Linked DNA regions of Mus musculus: regions 2 and 3 are each linked to region 1. A link is a contact called in public Hi-C data. All regions are on one chromosome and are shown on one strand. Each heading gives the region's core, a stretch centred on a gene start, on an enhancer-like site or on the middle of the called end of the contact. The rest is flanking DNA. Distances are from core to core; before and after follow the strand shown.

Region 1 (2,859 bases), core at 263-2,762:
TTCTGGACATATAGGGATGGAAAATGCTGATTGGTGGAAAAAAATGCTGAAAAATGTATTGTTTGGTCATTTTGGAAAGTGTTTTTATTGTATCAAAACTAATACTGGAATAAGGGAAGACCTCTGAATTCTATTTTAACGTATGGATTCACAAACAGAATGAAACAGACAATAACTGTGTTCATTGAACATTATGAAATATAATTCTCCTTTAGGATTTGACCTCAGGTAGTACACATTAAAAGCATGAAAGCACCATGGGATCATTTTGGGCTTTTTTCTTTTTCTTTCTTTCTTTCTTTCTTTCTTTCTTTCTTTCTTTCTTTCTTTCTTTCTTTCTTTCTTTCTTTCTTTCTTTCTTTCCTTCTTTCTTTCTTTCTTTTCTTCCTCTTCCTCTTCCTCTTCCTCTTCCTCTTCCTCTTCCTCTTCCTCTTCCTCTTCCTCTTCTTCTTCTTCTTCTTCTTCTTCTTCTTCTTCTTCTTCTTCTTCCCCCTCCTCCTCCTCCTCCTCCTCCTCCTCCATCTCTCCCTCCTCCTCCTCTTCCTCCTCCTTCCTGTTCCTGTCCCTGCCCCTCTCCATCTCCTTCCCCCCTCTCTCTCTTTGTGTGTGTGTTTAGTATGTTCCTGTGTGCCTGGGTATGTATATTTTTCTGTGTGTGTTTTCAAGAATATGAAAGGAGGATATGATACCATAGTAAGTTTTAATTATTTTATGATGAATAGCCCTTTCTGAACTGAGACTGTGAGTAAGTATAATAACATGAGAGACTAGCTTAATCACTGAAGTGAATACACAGTAGTTACATGGCTGGAGAATAAAAAACAGGCTAACTATAAAGAAGATAGAGTAAGATATAGAAGATATAGTCTGTGTGCAGATTGTCATTATGCAGGGATTTCTAAAGGGCATTGTGAAGTGTCCTAAACGATAACCCTTTGTATCTTTACTCCATTCTCCTGAGAGAAAGGATAAGATTTTTAGATTTGTTTTTTCATGTAATAACTGCAACTCTTACTATGGTTTGCTTGCTGTTTTATATGGTGTAATGAGCATGCTTTAAAGTAAATGTACTTTCCAAGTGTTTTCCATACCCAATGGCTCCAGATGGATCAAATTTTTGTCTGTGTTTTACTTTAAACTATCTTTAATGCAATCTCAAAAGTGTTATGTAGAAAGCTTTACATTTCTAGGCCTGAAAAGTAAACACACATACGTCCCATGGGGCAATGTTAGAAAATTACATATTCTAAGTGTCAATTCTCATGCTGTCAAGTTCAGCCACTTTTCAAAATATAGCATATGTTCTTTTCTAGTTAAAAAAAAATACTGACATTAAAGTCGTGTCAGAGTTTTCAAAAAGATATCATGAAAAAAAGCCTAGATAATTCAGTTCTTTGGCAAAAAAGAATGATAAATGACTCATGCTGAAAAGTGGGCAGTTATATCACATAAGAAGATAATGACTAAAAGCTTTCCAAATAGCTGCCTGACTACAGCCAAGAAGGTGGTCGGCATGCTGGTTTAGCAGAATGCAGGGCTGATTGCCAGTCTTTTTTTGAGCAAAGCAGCTATTCATTTCACCTGCAAAATCTGTGGTTCACACTGACATTACACAAAATGAAAAACAAGGCAGTGGCTATTTTTAGGGTCAGATAATAGAGAGGTAAAGTAAAATAAAGGCACCTTTCCTACATGGAGACATAACCTTTCTTCCACATTGTCTTTATGTGTGCATGTGTTTGTGTATAATTTTTGTTGAAATTGCATTGTAAAAATGGAATGTAGTTCTCAGTAATACTACTATTACCACTTTGTGTAAGAGTATAGATTTAACAAACACAGTTGTATTATTTTGAATGCATGAGTACATATATCTAAAATTATTTTCACTTTAACCAATCCTACATAATACTAGCTGTCAATCCAATATAAAACCAAAATTCATTAATTGTGAAAGAATAAAACCAGAAATGTTTAGTCAAAATCAATTATAATAGATCTCTATGCATACCTATGTATACCTCTGTAACAAATTCATACACTCAAATACAAACATATGAACAGTATAAAAATTGATACACATACATACGTACCCACATATACAGACAGCATATAAGTTATAACATAAGACAAAGATAAAGAAATATGGAAAACACATTCTATGTATTTATGTGAACACAAATACTAATCAATAATGCTGAATATAAATGAGTTATAATTAAAACTAATTAAATGTGGATATTATCAAGTAGAAATTGCTCATCCTGGTAATAGAAATATTACAAAGTGTATATAAAAGTGAATACACGGTAAAAATGAAAGCGATGCTTTACAGATATTGCATAAATATAAACATAAATATTAATGTTTTCATATTTTCTAACTCAATACCTGTGTGCACATATGATACCTTTTTCTAATGCACAATTTCTGTAAAACTGCTAGTTGTGCATACTTAAAATGTATTTGTAAAATTATTCCTATGAAATAAAATATTATTTATCCTAGGAATTCAGATAGGTTAATTGAGTCTTGGCAATAGCTGTTCTCATCACTTTGTATCACTACAAATATTAATATTATGATGTCATTTATTTTGTTCACATTGGAGATGCATTTGCCTATTTCTATGACATTAAAAATGGTAGTCAAATGGTCTATTTAAAGAGGTTAGGTGTGTACATATTTATTATACACTAACTATTCTGAATTTTATTAGATTTTCTGTAGGGTCATTCTGCTTGCTTTTTCTTTTAGGTCATGGGTGAATCCAAAAGATATTAGGACTCCAACAAAAACTTCATGAAGCAGAGTCATATTCTAAAGATATATGTCATACATGACTTTTGGTCTTTCTAA
Region 2 (2,859 bases), core at 165-2,664, 820 kb before region 1:
AAGTAATACAGACTAATATTAATATGATCTAGGCATACTTATTAAAACTTAAGAAATATCACACTCTACTCTTATTTGTTCAATCCACAACAATGAACATGCTTAGCAGCTAAAATTATTGGTGTTTTTAATGTGGCGAGACATCAGTCATTTTTATCTATAGAGGTATTTCTGTCATTGATTTAGTACTACTTTATCTAGCTTAGATTCCTATGTAAAGTAATTAGGATGTATTATCATCATGAGTCATGATAAACTGAAAATTGTTACTTTTTTCAATTTTATATCTATTATTACATCTGATACATAAAAATTTAAGAAAAAACACATACTGTGTGAAATATTTCGATATAAATATAACACCTTCATAGTTAATTATCTATGTTCAGTAAGTCTCAGGTTGAGGATATTTTTACCAAGTTGTATTGTAGATATTGATATTCATTCATCAGTGATTTTCTGATAGTTTAGAAAATTTAGGAAAACAAGTGTCTAGCCTGTTCTAATTTTTCACTACCAATTATGCTCTATGTGCATTGGACTTTTCGCCAAACTATTGTCAGATTGCTTTTTATATGCAAAAGTAAAAATTTTCAAGCTAACACTTTCAGTTATGTGTGTGTGTCTGTCTGTGTGTGTGTCTGTGAGTGTGTGTGTGTGTGAGAGAGAGAGAGAGAGAGAGAGAGAGAGAGAGAGAGAGAGAGAAATTGCATTGCCAGAGGATGCCATTGGAATATTATTCTGTCTTATTCTCCACCTTATTCATGTGGGAAAAGGTCTCTCACAAAATCTGCAGCTCAGCTGACTGCCAACAAATCTTAGCAATTCTCCTGGTTTTGCCACCCATTGTGCTGTGGTTACACTACGAGCACAAAGATGTTCAGCTTTATAACTTGTTTCTGGGTATTTTGAACTTAATTCCTCATACTTGTGCATAAAGCCTTCTTACTCACAGAGCCTTTTCCCTGTTCCTAAGATTAACCTTTGAATGTAAAGTTTAAAACCCTGAGTCAAACAAATTGAAGATGATAAAAGTGAAGTTGAAAACATTTTACAATATTGAAAATATAATAATATCCCATACTTGTTCACTGCCTAACCTTCACAGGTGAAATCTGAAGTGATTTATGCATCTTTATTAGAGTATACACCTTTAATGAAACTAATACTTATCCATATTTTTCGCAGTTATGATCAAAGTCAAATTTGTCATCAGCAAAGCACGCAATTCAGCATAGCATGAAGTTTAATGTAGCACCATCCCCAGACGTCAACTCTGCCACAGACATCCTGGCGTCTTGCCCAAAGAGTAGGGTTAGAGTTGCAGAGTTAAAACCATGTCTATATTCTGCTGGCACTTATGTTCGACTATGGTTGTCTTATCACATTTTAAAACCGGCAAACTTCCACCATGACAGATGGACAGAAGCAGCCGGTGCCAAAACTCAGCATGGCTGGATCAGTTACAGAAGGTTTGAGTAGAAGGACAAGAGGAGAAAACTGCTCTAAAATGCACACATGTTGTCTTGGAAAATGAAACATTCCTTTTTCCACTTAGAGTGCCACAGTTAATCACACCATCAAATTTCAAACAATTAAGGGTAACAGCAATAACTAAAATTGCACTGATTAAAATGTCAAGAATTCTTCACCATCTAGTAAATGAAACAGAGTGAAACTGAAACAAATTGAAAAAGATGCTGGGAGGAAATGCAAGTGTTAATGATAGATTTATTTAACTGTATATATATATATGTATAGGAAATGAAAAACATCCTATATGTATGTGTACATGTGTATCTGTATGTATAAAATATCTGTCATACAAAGCAAACTACAACTCACTGGGTAAAGGTACAAGGCTAAAAATTCAAAAACAAAAACCTCGTTCTCTTATGACTGGGCCTTGAAACAAAACAGTTTATCTAGGTGGAAAGTAGATTTTGAAAAAGCTTGCACCTTTTATTCATGTAGGCATTCTAATACACACACACACACACACACACACACTTCTCACAATTCTGAATGTTTAGAAGTCCAGGTTTGAAGGCTCTACAACTTTTTAGGGTTTCATTACTTGTTCTTAACCTGGGGAGAGAGGACAGCATCCAAGATGTGGACAGATAAATTCTTTTGTCTATGAATCATGAACCCCCACTCTGTTCATCATAGCCAGTTGTAATCATATACCCATTTGCATTTGAAACCACAAATAAGAAAATTCCCACACACTCTGCAAGGCACCTCTGCAGTGTTTATCATTGCAGTTTTTTTTTTTAATCCTTCATTCGTATTTATGTGTGTGTGCACAAATGCACATGCGTGCATGCCAATATTTAAATCAGATATCAATGTCAACTGCCTTCTTCTATCTCAGTATTTTAGAGTTTGAGACAGTGACCTTCACTGACTCTTATTCTCTTGGGGAGTTAAATTGGGTAATCTCTTGGTAGAACGTTTGTTCCTGTGGAGTTTCTGTATACAACATCAAGGCATATGCTTTGTTTTCTTGGGTGCTGAGAGATAATCTACATTCCTGTGCTTACCCAGCAGGCATTTTGTCCCCTGAGCCATATCCCCAACCATAGACTGGAGGACTTTTTTAATGAGAACCCCCCCCCCCACTCCTAGACTTACTTTCTAACATTCTAGTTCATAGGTTCATAGGAAGCCCAAAAAATTTTGTTAGGCACTGGTCTATAGCAAAATGATTCTCCTTTTCCACTCTGAATTGATTTACCAACCTACCAGTACTGTTGCAACTAAATAAGAACTGTGGAATAAGGTTTTTAAATTTTCTTTTGTTGTCATTCTCTTATATGAGGGATAATGGTTCGATAACAATGTTCATTTGACTTA
Region 3 (2,859 bases), core at 206-2,705, 570 kb before region 1:
AAGAAATCTTGAAGTAAAGAGATTAGCCTTTTCCCTCTTTTCCTTTCCATTCTGTCTTCCTCTCCTGTTTTCTCCTCCTGTTCCTCTTCTTCCTTCTTCCTCTTCCTGTTTAGTCTTACTGTTTATTTCTGAGGACCATCAAATTTGTGTCTTCACAAATGCTAAGGCAGTGTTGTACCAGAGGTGCATGCCAATTTAAAGTTATTGATTTGATATCTGATCTATTTTATCTTAAATCAAAAACTTGCATGCCACACCAAGCCAGCTTTTCTCTAAAGTACTAAAATCCTGTCACAGCTTTAAGTGTGATTTGCAGGCACGGTAAGTGTATGGCACTCATTTCTGGAAATGAAACTATATGTTCCAGTGTGTGTGTGTATCTTTGTATGTGTCTGGAAACCCTTCCAGAAGCACCCATCAGGTCACCTCTTTCATCTCATTAATCGGGGCTTTGTCACTCTGCAATGGCTAAAACAATCATTAATGAGAAGAATCAACTGCCAAGATAGACTTTAGTAATGAGAATTTGTCTCTGCTGTGGAGGTGGAGTCACTCATGGCTGATTACCTCTAAACTTTTGCATTTCACAAGTAGAAAGCAGGTAGTTAATTAGTCAACTAGCACTGTGTGCATATATGCTCTTCAAACTCTGCAACTAGGTTCATAAAATTAATGACATTTGTAGGAAGAAAAAAAACACTACCTAGACAAATGAATTATCCTGAAAATCTATTATGTGGATGCAGGTTACAGTTGCTTCAGTCACACATGGGCCATTTGGGTGTTGATAAACAATGGCGGAGATGTAGAGATTTTGGCCTTTGTCAGAGCACCAACATATGGCAACACCACAAGCCAAGGAGGACAGAAAATCGCTATTTATAGATTCCACTGAAAGTCAGGTAATAAGCCAGAAATCAGCTGGTCTCTGGAGCTGAGAGCCTCTACTTTTTGACAGATGGCACTGAAGAGGGATGGACCAACTTATTAGTCCTATGAGGCTTAGCTATATTTAGTGTCAGTAGATGCAATAGTATATTTTGAAGGTAACATGGATGAGGAAAAAGAAGACCATTTTTTCATCAAACAATGATCTAATGTAATTTGTGTTATTTGTGTAATAACATTACATTGCTAAATATGCATGTATATACATATGTATATATGTGGATTTCTATATTTATAAATATGTATGTCTAGAGAATGTATATTTGTATAAATATATATGATAATTTATCCAAGTCATATAGCATTTCAGGATTCTCAGGTTCTTCAGTATGTTATTAATACATTCTACTGCAGTCTTTTAAGTTTTATTAAGAACATGATATTGAGTCTCAGAGAAGGCTCAGTAGAAATTTTTTTTAAATATGCTGGCTAGTTTTATGTGAACTTGACACAAGCTAGATTCATTGGGAAACAGTGAAACTCACATATATTCCCACACCAGAGTATCCTATCTGCGAGTAAGCCTCTGGGGCATATCTTGATTGATGTTTTATGTGGGAGAGACAAGCTCACTGTGGGCATTGGCAAACCGAGGTCTATTGTTTTAAGTCAGATAAGAAAGCAAACTGAGTATTCCAGAGCAGGAAGCCAGTAGAATACATTCTTCCATGGTTTCTGTTCCAGTTCCTGCCTCTTGGCTGCTGCTTAAGCTTCAGCCCTGACTTTGCTTTCATGATGGACTTAAATGAACTGCTTCCTCACTAATTTGCTTTCTGGTCATGGTATTTTATCCCACCAAATCTCTACAACCCACAATAAAAGCAACAGTGCAAAACAAACCCTGTGATCTGTGTGTGGAGGGCAGAGGAAGGAACAGTGTTGGGCCTTCCATACAGTCAGTCTATGTAAATTACCAAGCTCCAGAATGAGGAAGACTCTACCTTAAAAATATAAGGTGAAGAGTGACTGGCAAACTCACTGGAAAATCAACCATTGTGTTGACTCATCTGTGCTCATGAGCACATGAATACATGAGCACAAACAGATACACACACACTCTCTATCACATTATAAAAATAATAACCATATGTTCTGCTGTGTCTAGGGTAGAGTTTGACTGGCTGTCATGGATTATGTGCCTGAAATTTTTCCAAGCATTTGTCACAATAACTAGAAAAGGACAACATAGTTATTTGTCTAAGCAATTTTGGGTATAAATATTTCCATTTCTTGTGGTGTCCTCTTCCCCTTTGGATCCCACAATCCTTCCTCTCCCTTTTTTGTGGGACTCTGAAGCTCTTTGTAATGTTTCGTAGTGTGTCTCTACATCTGCTCCTTTCAGTTGCTTCATGAAGCATCTGTGATGAGCGTTGTGCTAGGGACCATTCTGAAGTAGAAATTTCTGGTTGTGTCATGCGATGCAGACTCATGCGATGTTTTGCTAAAGCATACTCATGTGATGTTATGTTAAATCAAGACCTGTGAAATGACACATGATGCTTGGATTATAAAAGAAGGACCCAGCTGACAGTGACGAGAGGCTTGCATAGCTAACCATGCAAAGCTTCTATAATCTTGTGTCTTTAGGCTGATCTTCACTTCATTGAGTGATTCACAGCAGAGAACGTCTCCTGGCTTTCCAGCTGGTTCCATTCACTCCTAAAGACTCATGCCAAATTCACTGAGGCTGGATTATTCACTCGTTGCTGATTCACGTTTTATGACACTCTTTAAACAGAACTGTTGATATCCTGACACTACTGAACTGAACTACTGCTACTCTGACAATGAAGGTAGAAACTGCCCCCCACTCCCTCCCCCCCCAAAAAAAAACCCCACATAACAGAGCCTCATCCCTTTGTCCTATTTACCATTTTTAACTTCTACTTTTGGATGGTGGGATAGAAAGGG

The links. A called contact is a pair of places that touch in the nucleus more often than the background predicts.
Region 2: a contact with region 1 is called in a Hi-C map of cerebellum, with 2.5 times the contacts expected there. The contact joins two enhancer-like sites. A contact is called at or near these places in 2 of 484 Hi-C or Micro-C datasets (cerebellar granule neurons and cerebellum).
Region 3: a contact with region 1 is called in a Hi-C map of cerebellar granule neurons, with 2.2 times the contacts expected there. The contact joins two enhancer-like sites. A contact is called at or near these places in 3 of 484 Hi-C or Micro-C datasets (cerebellar granule neurons and cerebellum).

The regions. Positions count from the first base shown.
Region 1 is chr1:49,098,254-49,101,112 of GRCm38.p6, forward strand. No RefSeq gene overlaps it. Among named protein-coding and RNA genes, the nearest start is that of C230029F24Rik, 140 kb to the right of the region's middle. Within about 2 kb of position 1,513, at least 2 of the 459 cell types and tissues checked have an H3K27ac peak or open chromatin away from gene starts, as enhancers often do. A contact at or near this core is called in cerebellar granule neurons and cerebellum, where this site is marked.
Region 2 is chr1:48,275,042-48,277,900 of GRCm38.p6, forward strand. No RefSeq gene overlaps it. Among named protein-coding and RNA genes, the nearest start is that of Mir6350, 810 kb to the left of the region's middle. Within about 2 kb of position 1,415, at least 3 of the 459 cell types and tissues checked have an H3K27ac peak or open chromatin away from gene starts, as enhancers often do. A contact at or near this core is called in cerebellar granule neurons and cerebellum, where this site is marked.
Region 3 is chr1:48,532,661-48,535,519 of GRCm38.p6, forward strand. No RefSeq gene overlaps it. Among named protein-coding and RNA genes, the nearest start is that of C230029F24Rik, 710 kb to the right of the region's middle. Within about 2 kb of position 1,456, at least 2 of the 459 cell types and tissues checked have an H3K27ac peak or open chromatin away from gene starts, as enhancers often do. A contact at or near this core is called in cerebellar granule neurons, where this site is marked.